2 separate regions of the Acanthopagrus latus genome follow, and region 2 is linked to region 1. Evidence: chromatin contacts called from public Hi-C data. All regions are on one chromosome and are shown on one strand. The core of a region is the stretch at or near the end of the contact, and the rest is flanking DNA. Distances in the headings are between cores, read along the strand shown. Region 1 holds the start of slc15a4 (solute carrier family 15 member 4). Region 2 holds the start of asb6 (ankyrin repeat and SOCS box protein 6).

Region 1 (2,906 bases), core at 346-2,845:
GTGCTCAACTTTCACATCTTCATTTATGTCTGTTCCGCCAAAGATAATGCCAAAGGGTACTTGGATGCCTGGTGTAAAGGTTAGGCACAAAACAGAATAGTGTTGACATTTGCCCCTGTGAGACAGATCAAAACTGTACTTCTGTGTTAACTATTAATCTGATAAACACAATGGAATGAAGCTATGGAGACAAGTAAACAGATCATGTAACAGCGTGATTGTTTACCTAAAAGAAGCCTGCCTGCTCTGAACAGGTGAATAGCCAGCACACCCTCAAATGGAGGATTCCGAGATACAAGTCCTGCCACCTCAGCAGGAGACTGAAACTCTGCAGCATCTCTGAGCTCACAGGTGTGTCCTGCTGATTCAATGTGGGACCTACAATAAAATAAATATACTAGTATGACTGGCTGGAGGGAAGACAGGATGGTAACAGCAAAATAAATTGAACTATGTCACAAAATGATTTGGTTTTACTAATCAAGTGTTACCTGGTTTCTGAGCATCACCCCCCTCAATCATGTTACAGCTGATTTAAAGGCAACAGTACAGTAGACAGTTTACAGGACCTTTATTTTCATGTAGCCGTGTTTAGTAGTTAACTACACGGCCAGTTACTGCCTCACATAGTGTCACTGTGGAAATCATGTTCATTGATAGAATGTAAAATAACTAACTAACTACATGTACTCAGGTGCTATACTAATATTCCAAACCTTCAGATATAATGGTAAAACACTGACAGCTAACCTTATGGTGCACAATGAGTACTGTTGCTGTCATACCTTAAGTACATGTTGGTGAGAATAAGCCAGTATTCAATTATTTTTAACGTATTACTTTCACTTGTAGTAGAGTTTCCCACTTTCACAATGTGGTTAGGTTATCAGCATTTGAACTACTTCTTCTACTGCTAATAACTACCGTTAGCAACAGCTGTTGTAGCTAGCTGCACTTAACGACAGTTTCAGTTACCTTATCCTCTCAGCTGTGGTGTGGTTCCCAGTTTGGGGGCTAAGGCAGGCAAGAAAGAGTAGTTTCATTTCTTTACAACAGGCTCTGACGGGCTAACTTGTTAGAATGTAAACATTTAAAATAAAAGGCTGAGGGAATATTGCAGCAAGCCGTGGCTCTGTGCGCCGTTTGAGAAGGCTCGCTATCCTCAACACCTATCACATTTCCTGAAACTCATGTTTACACACCCCGGGCTGGATGTGAGCACAGTACGCCTAGCTCATTAGCTGGCAACGCTATGGGCAACGCACCCACGCTTTTCATGTTTACAAGTCCGTCCTCTATTTGATCCCCCGGAAACACATGACGGTAGCACATACTGCACAGGTTCTGTTGACCTGTTTCAGTACGTAGTGTAGTTTTTGGACCGAGACAACACAACACAAAAAACCAAAAGCTGAGCATGAAACGTCTGACAGCGCTAGAATCGGCGGTTACAAAAAAAAGAAGAAAAAGCAACCACGTAACGACTTCCCTTTCTCGGCGGAACAAGGTTTGCGCAAACGGAAGTAACTTCCAAATCACACGGATAAGGCTGATCGCGTTGCTTCAGTGGACGCGTCCGGCACGGTTCACTTACAGATCGTCTCCACAGCTACGCAACTTATGACAGCTTGTTGACTGAGCGGTGTGTCACGCGACAGTACTGTGACACACTGTTTTCTGTTGACTTCCAGTTCTCCTTTGACGAAGTGTTGACTATAGACTTGACAAAGTAAGCATTTCAGCGCTGAGTTAATGGAGATAACTGAACACCACTGGGGCGTACTTCAATAATTAAAGGTAATGTCAAACCAAACTCTTACCATGCTAGCTTTATGCTGAAGCTAGCTTACTTTAGGTCTGTTTAGTGGCTGTGTTGCATATGATAAGGAAGGGTTAGTTAGGCACAGCTAGGTGGTCTCTCTGTATGAGCTAACTTATTTAACCTCCTCTGTGTTTTATTTACAGGTTTGAGCTCTTATTGCACACAAGAAGTTAAGTCACTGAAAGTTGGGAATGGCTAACAACAGGGATGCCAACGAGAGCACCCCTCTTTTGGACTCAGATTCTGGCCAAAGACCTTCACCACCATCAGTTTTCCAGGGAAGGAGACTGGCATGTGCAGCCATCCTGCTGGCTGAATCATTAGAAAGGATTGCATTCTACGGCATCACATCCAATCTTGTTCTTTTTCTCAATGGTAGTCCCTTTTATTGGGAGGGCACTCAGGCGAGCCAGGCACCTCTGATGTTCATGGGAGTTACTTACCTGATTTCACCATTTGGAGGCTGGTTGGCAGATGCTTACCTCGGGAAGTTCTGGACGATAGCCGCAAGTTTGATCCTGTATTTTATCGGCATGCTGTTTTTCCCTTTCATTTCAAATGATGAAACCAGGATAGACCTGTGTGGAGAAGAGATGGCGTTTCCTGTGCAACCTGCAGAGTGTCAGAACATTACCACTGCAAGCAATGTGACCTGCCCTATTCGAGCCCCATATTGTGGCCCAGTAGTCTACACAGGACTTTTTTTGATTGCATTAGGTGTGGGAACTGTGAAGTCAAACATCACTCCCTTTGGGGCAGATCAGGTAAAGTATGGACAGCACTTTCATATCACCAAGTGTGAATTAAAGAATGCAGAGAGGAGGTGACATGGTGTTCATTATAGAACCAGGATGATATATCAGTTGGCCGATATAAAGACCAATACCGGACAAATGGGTGTTGGCCTATATGTTGTGACATATCAGCTGACATGAAAACTTCTTGTTTTTACGGAACATTATTCAGAAGAACAAGCTTGCGGTGATTTAAAATTTGCAGTGAAGTTTACTGTTTCTGATTCATTTTTGACGATTAATGTTCTTGTTAATCTTTTAACATATCCTGCCTCCATTATGTATCTTTA
Region 2 (2,975 bases), core at 218-2,717, 240 kb after region 1:
GGCTTGATCTCTGGAAGACAGGAACATAATGATACATGTTATTAAATACAGGTCAGAACATGCAGGTACATGTGAATTATGGTCTGTGAAATTTGATCTGTCTGTAGCCATTTAACACATTATGTTGTACAGTCTTCATGATCAAACATGCTTATTGCTTACTTACTAACAAGGGACATTCATTGAGTCTCACATATGTTCACAGTTGAGAGTTGGGGTGTCTCTATAGAACGGAATATTTTCCTGATAAAAATGTAAATATTCCTAGAATTATCCAAGATTATGTCAAAATTCTAATGGTGTAGCTGACAGTATGCCTCCGGTCCAACATTTTGCACTATCTGCCAGACGCTGTTGAATTTTTCATGTGTCATTTTGATGTATGCCCCACAGGTGAGCATCGTTTTAGGACACGCACTTAGCAAATGTTCCTCTTACTGTGACTTATGTTTAAGTACAACAGCTGAGTGGTCTAATTCTTACACCTTTCCCTTCCCTTGCAACTTCAGACAACCTGGTGTTAATAACAGTAATGGAATGTAAACAAATACATTTGCTCAAGTTCTGTATTTAAGTTTTGACTTAGGCCTACTTGTACTTAACATTTTCTGCTAACTTATTTTTCCAGTCTACTACATTTTGGAGGCAGATATTGTACATTGTACTCATTTATTTGATAACTTGCTTACTTTTCAGATTGCAAACTGTATCAGAATAAAAATAGTGCATTATTTTATTAATTTATCGGAAATCAGGACAAAAACGAAATCAGATACGATCAGTGTTATGCTTAAGTAAAAATAAAGATGTTCTGTTAAAATATTACTACCTGATTGGCAATGATATACATTAATGAATCAATTCAAAAATGCAGTTCACCGGCTCTGATGCACTATGTAACCTGCATGTACGTAATCAAGATAACTAGTTACTGAAGTTATTACATTAATGTTGAACTGTAAAAGTGCAATATTTGTCTTAAAAATATCATTAAGTGGACATATACAGTAGAGTAGTAGAAACAGAGGGGAACAAACTCAAGTCAAGCACAAATACCTCAGAGTAGTAGAAACAGAGGGGAACAAACTCAAGTCAAGCACAAATACCTCGCTACAATCACTTAAGTATAGTCCTTTATTTAGCCATTGGATACAATAATCTGTGGACCAATACAATACAGAATATACACACATTTAAATATAGCTATTGTGTGATTTATTTTTATTTTTACTTTTGATATGTAAGTACATTCATTGCCAGAAATGACTTTTAATACATAAGTAACCTACATTTACCAGATACTTGAGGACTTTACTCAAAAACTAGTAAATCCAAAATAATATTTTAAAACTATTTACTTTTACTCAAGTATGACGTTTGATTATTATTATTATTATTATTATTATTATTTTTTTACAACACTGGTTAATACTAATCTATAGTTGCAAAGGTCAGAACATCAGTCCTGTTGCTGTAGCTCCCGCACAGGACAAAGCGGAAGTGGAACCTTCGTTACTCTTGCGTTTTAAAGGGGAATAAAAACAGCGTCGGACTGATATGGGCGTGGTTGAGCTTTCCTGTTTTGAAGGTAAATGACTGGCGTGACTGCTAGAGTGAGTTTCTGTTAACTTGGCTTGTTTATTATCCAGAAAACCCCTACATTAATAATTTAGCAAGCGTACAGCGATACGCAGAGCTAGCAATGCTAGAGCTGAGTTTTAAGTTAACATTCGCCTTTTAGCTAACAATAAAACTTTTTTCTCTCAAATCATAAATGCAGCTCTCCCAAGTTAGCTAGCCAGATGCAACGTTAAATAGCTGCCGGTAAAAATAAAGTTGAACAGTGCCTTTGTAGCAGAAAAACAGATGAACTCATTAGTGTGATATGGTTTTCTTTAAAGCGTGTACGTTAGCGAGTCAGCGTCAAGTGCCGCCCATTTCCAAAAGACATTTGTCAGCTGAATTCGAGAGATAACGTCAGACAAGTTGATCGTGAACGTGACTTGCCCCCTCTGTCACATTAAACGCCCTCTGTCCTTAACTTAAGTATTTTTTTTTTCGTTTTGTCTTTTAGTTACTGGTTGAAGATTCGTGTCGTGAAGCGCGCAGGAGCCATGCCTTTCCTCCACGGGTTCCGGAGGATCATTTATGAGTATCAGCCGCTGGTGGACGCTGTCATGGGTGTTGTCGGACCGGAGGGGGCAGATGGTGGACACGATGGCAGGTGATACTGAAGCCACGGTTTTATTCTTCAGGCACCTGGAAGGCGATGCTCTGTTGCATAATTGTCTGTTGTAGATATTTACACTGAAGCCATTGTCATAACCGCAGCCAGTGCTAAATGCATTTGATGGAATCACTGGTGGCGTTTCATACATTGACCTGAGTCTGGTCTGTGCAGGTCTCTGGTGGAGCTTCTGGAGCGGGAGTCCCAGTCTGAGGTGTTTGTGGAAGGCATCAGCTATGCTCTGTTTAAGGTGGCTGAGCAGGGGCTGGTGTACGCTGCTGAAATCCTTCTACGCTTTGGGGCTGATCTAAACTTTGAAGGTGAGAAACGATGTGTGTGGATGCTTTAAATACATTGTGCAAGCACTTGGAAAAAGGAGCTGTCAGCAGGAGAAACCAGTCTACTTCCATGAGCTACTCTGGATGATGCACTCAATCAGCATTTCTGTTACACCGAGGCCCTGTTCCCGCCTGGTATCATCATCTGTTCTGAGCGATCCTATCACAAGCAGACACCTTTATGTGCGTCCGTTCCCACCTGGCATAAACATGCATCTCCTTCATGTGTCTCCGGTGACTAGTGGTGATTGGATCTCACTCCCCCGTTCTGTATGCAAATAAACACATGCATCATTCCCATTTGTAAAGATCAAATGGGTATTTTTAGGCAGCAATGCACTAAACCGTGTCTAGTCGACCAGAAAAACAAAGACGAAGTCCATTCCTGTCTGCCGAAAGGAACAGCAACA

The links. A called contact is a pair of places that touch in the nucleus more often than the background predicts.
Region 2: a contact with region 1 is called in a Hi-C map of muscle, with 2.3 times the contacts expected there. The contact joins the promoter of asb6 here to the promoter of slc15a4 in region 1. A contact is called at or near these places in 2 of 4 Hi-C or Micro-C datasets (both in muscle).

What each region holds. Positions count from the first base shown.
Region 1 is chr5:4,740,341-4,743,246 of fAcaLat1.1, forward strand. slc15a4 (solute carrier family 15 member 4) reads left to right here and starts at 1,596. Exons shown (of 9, transcript XM_037097138.1): 1 at 1,596-1,797; 2 at 1,966-2,586. The coding sequence starts at 2,014. glt1d1 (glycosyltransferase 1 domain-containing protein 1) reads right to left here and starts at 1,588. Exons shown (of 12, transcript XM_037097140.1): 1 at 976-1,588; 2 at 227-378; 3 at 1-68. The coding sequence starts at 1,043.
Region 2 is chr5:4,975,504-4,978,478 of fAcaLat1.1, forward strand. asb6 (ankyrin repeat and SOCS box protein 6) reads left to right here and starts at 1,468. Exons shown (of 7, transcript XM_037099168.1): 1 at 1,468-1,588; 2 at 2,075-2,224; 3 at 2,402-2,547. The coding sequence starts at 2,115.